Linked DNA regions of Pan troglodytes: region 1 is linked to region 2. The links are chromatin contacts, called in public capture Hi-C maps. All regions are on one chromosome and are shown on one strand. Each heading gives the region's core, a stretch centred on a gene start, on an enhancer-like site or on the middle of the called end of the contact. The rest is flanking DNA. Distances are from core to core; before and after follow the strand shown. Region 1 has its middle 30 kb from the start of SUMO4. Region 2 has its middle 180 kb from the start of UST.

The links. Capture Hi-C pulls out chosen DNA fragments and counts their contacts.
Region 1: a contact with region 2 is called in a capture Hi-C map of stem cell-derived neural stem cells, with 5 times the contacts expected there. The contact joins two enhancer-like sites. A contact is called at or near these places in 2 of 7 Hi-C or Micro-C datasets (induced pluripotent stem cells and stem cell-derived neural progenitor cells) and 1 of 1 other capture datasets (stem cell-derived neural stem cells).

What each region holds. Positions count from the first base shown.
Region 1 is chr5:161,341,287-161,345,528 of NHGRI_mPanTro3-v2.0_pri, reverse strand. No RefSeq gene overlaps it. Among named protein-coding and RNA genes, the nearest start is that of SUMO4, 30 kb to the right of the region's middle. Within about 2 kb of position 1,793, at least 7 of the 24 cell types and tissues checked have an H3K27ac peak or open chromatin away from gene starts, as enhancers often do. A contact at or near this core is called in stem cell-derived neural stem cells, where this site is marked.
Region 2 is chr5:160,475,904-160,480,519 of NHGRI_mPanTro3-v2.0_pri, reverse strand. It overlaps the pseudogene LOC100608372. Among named protein-coding and RNA genes, the nearest start is that of UST, 180 kb to the left of the region's middle. Within about 2 kb of position 1,354, at least 1 of the 24 cell types and tissues checked has an H3K27ac peak or open chromatin away from gene starts, as enhancers often do. A contact at or near this core is called in stem cell-derived neural stem cells, where this site is marked.

The DNA of each region.
Region 1 (4,242 bases), core at 544-3,043, 860 kb before region 2:
TTTGCTGAGTAAGGATAGTCATTGCAAAAAACAAGCTTCCAAAAATGGTTAACTAAAACTAGGAGGGAAATATATTGTAATACAGACAACTTACATTTGTGTGGCATGTTGGCATTCATCAAGCAAATTTCCATGTACTGTATTATGTACTTTTCATATTAATTCATGGTGCTGTGAGGTAGATTATAAGTCCCATTTTATGGATAAACTGAGGCTCACGGGGTGACTTGTCTGAGATCCTTCAGCTGATAAGTATTGGGTTCCAACTATGAAGGACAGGGACCAATCCAGGGATCTCTCCATTACACCTGTGAGCAGTGATGGGACAGAGCTTCTTTGCTACCTGTTGCTTTGTGGCTAAGCCCGCCTTGGCCTCAGGCAGCCTAGCTGCTGATCTCAGCTCTACCTCCTACCACCTGCTGTGTGTCCTTAGGAAAGCATCTTAGCTTCTCTGAACCTCAATTTTTTCATCAGTAAAAAGAGTGCGAAGAATATCTGACATATTGGATCATCAAGAAGACTAAACGAGCTACTGTAAATACAGCCCCAAGTGCAGTGCTTGACAGAATTACTGCACAAAATGCTGGCAATTATCATGACATTGTTATCCAAGTACATCATAAAACTAATTGAAGGAAGTGACTAGGGGATGCTCTGCAGCCTCTGCGACACAACTGTTGCTCCATGAAGATACAGATTTTCAGTAATTTAATGTTTATTATTTTATTATTTATTTTGTTTTATTTTATTTTGAGACAGAGTCTCACTCTGTCGCCCAGGCTGGAGTGCAGTGGCATCATCTTGGCTCACTGCAACCTCTGTCTTCCAGGTTCAAGTGATTCTCCTGCCTCAGCCTCCCGAGTATCTGGGATTACAAGCATGTGCCACCACGCCTGGCTAATTTTTGTATTTTTAGTAGAGACGAGGTTTCGCCATGTTGCCCAGGCTGGTCTCGAACTCCTGACCTCAGGTGATCCTCCCACCTCGGCCTCCCAAAGTGCTGGGATAACAGGTTGGAGCCACTGTGCCTGGCCTGCTTTTCAGTAATTTTGAAGCACAAAGTACTCAGGCTGTTGATGATTTCACTGTCAATACAAGTAAGCAGTCAGCTTCGTTAGTGGTCTATTGTTGTGCAGATGTAGAGAACTGATAAACGACGTGGAAGGAGAAAGGTACGCCTCATCGCATGGTGTGGGAACACGTGTGTGTAATGCTAGAAATACTAGTATTTAGTATTTTAGTATATTTAGTAAAATTCAGTAATTTTAGTATATAGTATTATTGGGTCAATTTTGTTCTTAGTTTCACACGTACATTCTTGGACGTTTCGACATTCAAATGCCTTGTGAGGAATTAGTAACATATCTCTAAGGTCTTGTCCAGCCCTAACATTCCATGATTTCTAAAAACCACCCCAACACATTTATATAGCATCACTGACCAACTCGCTTTGAAATGGAAAAAAGTATGTTCCCATTCCATGCGGTTTTTTCCTATCCGACTACAGAAATAGTTCTCCCCCTCAAATCTCACTTCAAATGTGGGTTTGAGGCATGATTTTTAAAGAGCTTCAAACATTGCGATAGTGTTGGCAAGGATGCCGGGAGGGAGCCCTCCAGAACATAGGACTCCACTCCCTTAACGTCTGGAAGGCAGAGGGGAAAAGCACAGTCGAAATTCTCTGGAGGGGAAGGCGTTGGTCTGCTTCAGCTGAGAAAGGAGCTGATCAACTGTAATCCGCACCAGTCCTGAATCCTTTATTCTCTTTACACAGAGTGGCTAGAAACAGGCTGCCCAACACAGCTGGTGGTGTCCCTTCAGACCCAGGGACGCATGTCAGAACCAGCACCAACCATTAGGTGGCGCCGTTGTAGCACAACAAGCATTGACCTGGGTTGGCGACAAATCTGACCCCGCTGCCGGTGGAACTGCCACTGGCCCTCTCCCCTGTCATGGGGTTCCCACAAGCCTAGCAGCTCGGAGCCCCAGGCCAGTAACCAGTGAAGAGCTGAGGATGATGATGATAAAACACAGGAAAAAACACGTGCACTTGCGCCCTGGCAGTTACAGCTCTTTGTGATGGAAGATGTAACAGCTAAGGCAAATTAAATATATTTTCATTTAAAATTCATAATAAACTATTTTGAACATACATAAAATTATGTGTATGTATGACTATTGCAACAAATGCCTGATTTTTTGTTTTGTTTTGTTTTTGAGATGGAGTCTTACTTTGTTGCCCAGGCTGGAGTGCTGTGGCATGATCTTGGCTCACTGCGGCCTCTGTTTTCCAGGTTCAAGTGATTCTCCTGTTCAGCCTTCTGAGTAGCTGGGACCACAGGTGCGCACCACCACACCTGGCTAATTTTTTTGTATTTTTGGCCATGTTGCCCAGGCCTGTCTCAAACTCCTGAGCTCAAGTGATCCTCCTGCCTTGGCCTCCCAAAGTGGCTGCCTGACTTGAATTTTAACACCTTGCCATGTTTACATTAATGTTTTATTTCTTTTAATAATGATTTGTAATTTTCTTTACAAATGTATGGGTGCATACTTTATTAAAATTATTTCTGAGTACCATGTAGATTTCTACCACTATTGTTATTATGAATGGGTTCTTTTTTCTTCACAGTCTGTTATTGGTGTATTTTTTTGTGTGTGAATAAACTTTGAATTCCCTGAATGCTTTATCTACATCTATTGAGATCATTACATTTTTCTCTTTCATCTTTGCTTATGGGATAAACCAGTTAATTTTCTCCTTTAGCACTGACCAAAAAAATTCTGTTTTTAAAAATAATATTATGGCCGGGCATGGTGGCTCACCCCGGTAATCCAGCACTTTGGGAGGCCGAGGCGGGTGGATCACTTGAGGTCAGGAGTTCGAGACCAGCCTGGGCAACATGGCAAAACCCCTCTCTACTAAAAAGACAAAAATTAGACAGGCACGGTGGTGGGGGCCTATAATCCCAGGTACTTGGGAGGCTGAGGCAGGAGAATCACTTGAACCCGGTGGGGGGCGGAGGTTGCAGTGAGCCGAGATCGCGCCACTTCACTCCAGCCTGGGCAAAAGAGTGAAACTCTGTCTCTTTATAATAACATGAGCATTTCCTCATCTTATTATAAACTCTGTAAGGATGATCTGTGGGAACTACATTTTCCCCAGTGGAGAGACTAAACTTATTGCACATTATGTCTCTTTTTTTTTTTGCTATTATAAATAAAAATACCTTTGGCATAAATTGACCCAGTTAGATGCAAGCAAATTATGTGATATTTTAAGGCCTCCGATGCCTGTTCCCAAGCTGCTTTCTTGAAAGCCGTGCAATTGTATACCATCACCATCACCAGCAATGCAAGTCATCACTTCTTCACCAGCAAGACCATTAAAACAATCCCCCAAACCACTGTCATCAGCACCACACCAGCAACATGACAGGTGAAAAGCTTCAAGTTCATTTCTTTAACTTTTTTTCCCCATAGGATTGCTAACACGTTTAATTCCTCTTTGGTGAATCATCTATTCAAGTATTTTACCCACTTGGTGATCAGAATCTTGGTGTTTTAAATTTATTAACGGTAAGAACACTATACCTATTCAGAACAGCAGTCTTTTGTCTGTTTTATCTGTTGTGAACGTTTTCCTCTTTTTCCTTTTTCAAAATTCGGCTGTTTTGATGTAGCGATGCTTCCAATTCTCCCTTTTCCAGCGCTTTCTCCTGCTCTGCCTGGCTGTGAGTGCCGGCGCGGCTCTTCTTGTCTCGCCCTCTCCCATTGGCCATTTTACTCTGTGCTTGAACCATCATTGACAGGTGGCTGCCTCTCCCTGGGAACACACCTCAGGGGCCCGCTGACCCCAATGGCTCTATTGGATGTCCCCCTGGCATCGCACTGCTCCCATGTACCCACTGCTCTCTGTGTTCTCTAAATCCACGAATGCCACAGCCATCCACCTGGCCACCCTCACCAGTCGCGGGCAACACCCCCGATGCCCCCCCGTCCACTTTCTCACCAAACCTCCTGGTCGTTCTGCCCTCACCTGCCCGTGGCTTTGTCCCCACCGTGAGTTCTCCTGTGAAATTCCCTCTGGATTATGTAAATTCTTTTTGCCCCCCAAACTTTCTTTAAAAAAGTTTTTAAACATATAAAAGTGCAGAAAATGTCATAACATATACCTATGCGTCTGCTACTCAGATTTTATAAATGCTACCATTAGCCATTACGTGCTTTGAATTTTTAAAAGAA
Region 2 (4,616 bases), core at 105-2,604:
ATAAAACCTTCATCCCACACATCCCAATCTCTCTCTCTCATGCCCCACCCACTAGTTGAGCTTGCATGTCATGGACAGAGCCCCTTTCTTCCTGTTGGCCTTGCAGTGTGCCCTTCAGTGTGCCCTGTTTTGTCTGGGATTAGTATGTGATGAACTGCTTCTGTTTCTTCATGGGCTCTGTGCAACTGCCTCTTCTGTGTCTCCCCTGACTTCTCTCCTGCTCAGGGCTCTCCTAGAGAGCGGCCATCTTGGTGGGAATAAACTGGTCAGACGAGCCACAAGGGGACCTGCCAGTATCAACAGGTTTTCTGTGAGAGGGACGCCTGGCCATGGGTCACACATTTAAGCATTAGGCTGTCTGCCAGAATAAAGAGGTACCCCACGAAAGGCTCACTGTAAACATCCATGATGAAGTTCCCTGGAGCGCCTCAAGGGCAGGGCTAAAGTTTGTGGCCACTCTCCTGAGAGAGACCACAAGACCAAATTAGAGTAAAACACAACACCTACTGACCAGGGTGTCAACGGTGAAGGGGTCAAAAACACCGCTAAAGAATAGCCTAAGGCTGAGAGTCCTGAAGGAAGAAACACACTTCAAAGGGGGGCCAATTTGTGTCCCCCAGAATACATGCACTGAAGTCCTACTGAGAAGGTGACCTTATTTGGAAGTGAAGCCATCACGGATATAATTAATTAAGTTAGGATAAGGTCATGTGGGAACAGGGTGTGCCCCTAATCCAATATGACTCGTGTCCCTTATGGAAGAAGGAAATGTGGACACAGACGTGCACACAGGGAGAAGAACACCATGTGCAGATGAAGGCAGTGATCGGGATGTTTCCACAAGCCAAGGAATGCCAAAGATTGCCAGCAAAGCCCCAGAAGCAGGAGCAGAGTCTCTCTCCCAGCCCTCTGAAGGAACTAACACTGCCCATACCTCCTACTTAGTTATGCAGCCTCCAGAATGGGAAGACAATGCATTTTTGTTGTTTAAGTCACCCAGTCCGTGGTACTTTGTTACACCAGCCCTACAAAACAACTGCAGAAGCCTCCTTCCCCAAAACTGCTAGTCAGGCCTCACTGGGAAGGTGTGGCTGCTACCCGATGGATGATAGATTAGTTTCCTGAACTGACCCAGGTCAGAATTGGTCCAAGTCACAGGGCTGAGCTGGCAGGAAACAGCCACTGCCTCTCTCAGGCTGGCAGAGGAAGCTTCCAAAAGCCTCCTGCTGGTGCCCGTGGGCTGTGGCTGATAGGCAGGAAAGGGCGACATGGAACTCACTAAGAACTGTAGGGTGCCACCGAAGCTTGGTTCGGGGAGTACCAGTGGATGCCCACCTCCTATGTCACTGGTAGCCGTGCAGGAGGAGCAATGAGAAAGGAAAGGAAGCGTGCTGGGTGCTAGGAAGAGAAGCCCCTTCCTCCTGCATTGGTCCCGCCAGTGCCCTGTATGCACACACAAAGGAGAAACTCACAGTGCTCGGCTTCAGGGTGGGTAAGCGACAAAGAGTCCATTTAGAGCAGAGGGGCAATAAATTGGTAGCCAGCTCACCCCTTCTTCCCTTCAATGTATTTAAAGAATATAAAACAGAATGTATGATTTTGAGAAGGATTTGTTTCCACCAAGGAAGTGGCCAAACAAGGGCTGGGGGGCCACATGGCAAACCTGTTCTCCACGGGGGTTCTGAAGATTTTTTTGGTGCCATGAGCTTCTTTGACTGTCTGGTGAAGCCTGTGTATCTTTTCTCAAAATAATGTTTTTAATATGCATAGTCTAAAATACATAGAATTACAAAGAAACCAATGAAATCAAAACAAAGTAATGTAAATTTTTTTTAAAAAAACAAATTTGTGGCCAGTTGCTGTGGCTCACGCCTGTTATCTCAGCACTTTGGGAAGCCATGGCAGGAGGATCACTTGAGGCCAGGAGTTCAAGACCGTCCTCGACAACATCGCAAGACCTCGTCTCTACAAAATTTTTTAAAAAAATTAGCCAGGCATGGTGTGCACACCTGTAGTCCTAGCTGCTTGGGAGGCTGAGACGGTAGGATCACTTCAGCCCAGAAGTTTGAGGCTGCAGTGAGCTATGATTACGCCACTGCACTCCAGCCTGGGTGGCAGAGTGAGACCCTGTCTCAAAAAAACAAAACGAAACAAAACAAACAAAAAGCAAAACCAAATTTGTGATATAGTTTGATGATTAATTCTATGTGTGAACTTTATGGCATCATGGGGAGCCCAGAGAGCTGGCTAAACATGATTTCTGGGTATGTCTGTGAGGGTGTTTCCAGATGAGGTTAGAATTGAATGGCAGCCTCAGTAAAGCATTGCAGATGGGCATCAGCCAATCTATTGAGGGACCGAATACAACAAAAAGCTGGAGGAAAGGGGAATTTGCTCGCTGTGCCTGACTGTTGAGCACAGACATCTGTCTTCACCCTTCAGTGGAAACTTACACCATTGGTCCCCTGGTTCTCAGAACTGTACCACCAGGCTCCCCAAGTCTCTAGCTTGAAGATGGCAGGTTGTGGGACTTCTTGACCTCCATGATTGTGATAGACAATACCTTATTTTATTTATACACAGACACAGACACACACAAACACAAATACACATGCACATATATATGTATACAGGATAAAATTCCTAAAAAGGAAAATAACTCAAAGTTTAGACAGGGTTTCATTTTAACATTAATGCATTTTGCCTGGTGTTTTTTTAAGTGGAGTCCTTATTTAACAGGAGGAAAGGGCTCTCCTGCCTCCCTGCTTCCATAACCCCGGGATAGACTTCGCCACCTATGGAGTCATCACACCACACTGTCATTAGTGCCCATGTCGATGTTCTCCTCCCTGGACTGAGCTCCCAGGGAGCAAGAATTGACATGCTGCATCATTCCTACCCCACCAACCAGCGCAGCGCCTCCTCCGTGCCAGGGCTCCACAGGTATTTGTTGGATGAAAAGTACACAACAAGAAAGTACGCCAGCACCTATTTTTTTTTCCTTTTTCAGGAGGCTACCCCAAGGGAGAGTGGAATTGAGCAAAAATGGAATGTACAGCCTGGGGACTTTAGGTCTGTGTTCCAGCCTGTGCCTGCCAGCCTTGGCCACTCTGCCCTAACTTCTAGTTCTGCCTTCTGGGATGTTGCTTTGCATAAGCAGGATAGGGCAGATATCTATATCTATAGATATAGATATAGATACACATTTATATTATATTATAGTAATATATATTATATAATATATAAATGTTATATTATTACATAATTATATAATATAATATATAATATAATTATTACATAATTATATAATATATAATATAATTATTACATAATTATATAATATATAATATAATTATTACATAATTATATTATATATAATATAATTATTACATAATTATATTATATATAATATAATTATTACATAATTATATTATATATAATATAATTATTACATAATTATATTATATATAATATAATTATTACATAATTATATAATATATAATATAATTATTACATAATTATATTATATAATATATAATATAATTATTACATAATTATATTATATAATATATAATATAATTATTACATAATTATATTATATAATATATAATATAATTATTACATAATTATATTATATAATATATAATATAATTATATAATTAATATATAATATTATATTTACATTGTATATATTATATATGCACATATGCATATAAAATATAAAATATAAGTATATTATAGGTAATATAATTATATATAACATAAAATTTTACATATACATATAAAATATGTGTGTATATATATGCATATATGTACACATACATATGCATATATGTACACATACATTTTTTTTACCCCCTCTGGAGAACTGTAATACACAAGTGCTTCTATATTACCGCACTAAAAACCAAGATCTAGCAGTGGGTTCAATAGCTACATCATTTCTAAGTAGTGATGAGTACAAATAACATCATGGGCTATTTGTAGCCACTCTGAAGTGACATGAAAATATCTGTGTTTTGAACACTTCCGCTTCTGGTTTATTTATTTATTTTTGAGACAGAGTCTTACTCTGTTGCTCAGGTTGGAGTGCCGTGGCATGATCTCAGCTCACTGCAGACTCTGCCTCCTGGATTCAACCTATCCTCCCACCTCAGACTCTCAAGTAGCTGGGTAGCTGGGATTACAGGCATGAACCATCACAACCAGCTATTTTTTTGTATTTTAGTAGAGAGGGGGTTTCACCGTGTTGGCCAGGCTGGTCTCGAACTCCTGGCCTCAAGCCATTTGCCTGCCTCGGCCTCCCATAGTGCTGAGATTACAGGTGTGAGCCACCATGCCCAGCCCATTTTCGGTTCTTTATTCCAGAAGTTTCTGGCTGAGGTAGCGTGTGGGTCAGTGTGCTTTCTGTGGGATTCCACCATGGTGTACCGCAGCCAGGGCCAGAAAGTGCAGAAGGTTATGGTGCAGCCCATCAACCTCATCTTCAGATACTTACAGAATAGACCCTGGATTCAGGTGTGGGTCTATGAGCAAGTGAATCTGGACAGGAAGCTTTATCATTGGTTTTGATGAGAGTAAGAACCTTGTATTAGATGATGCAGAAGAGATTCATT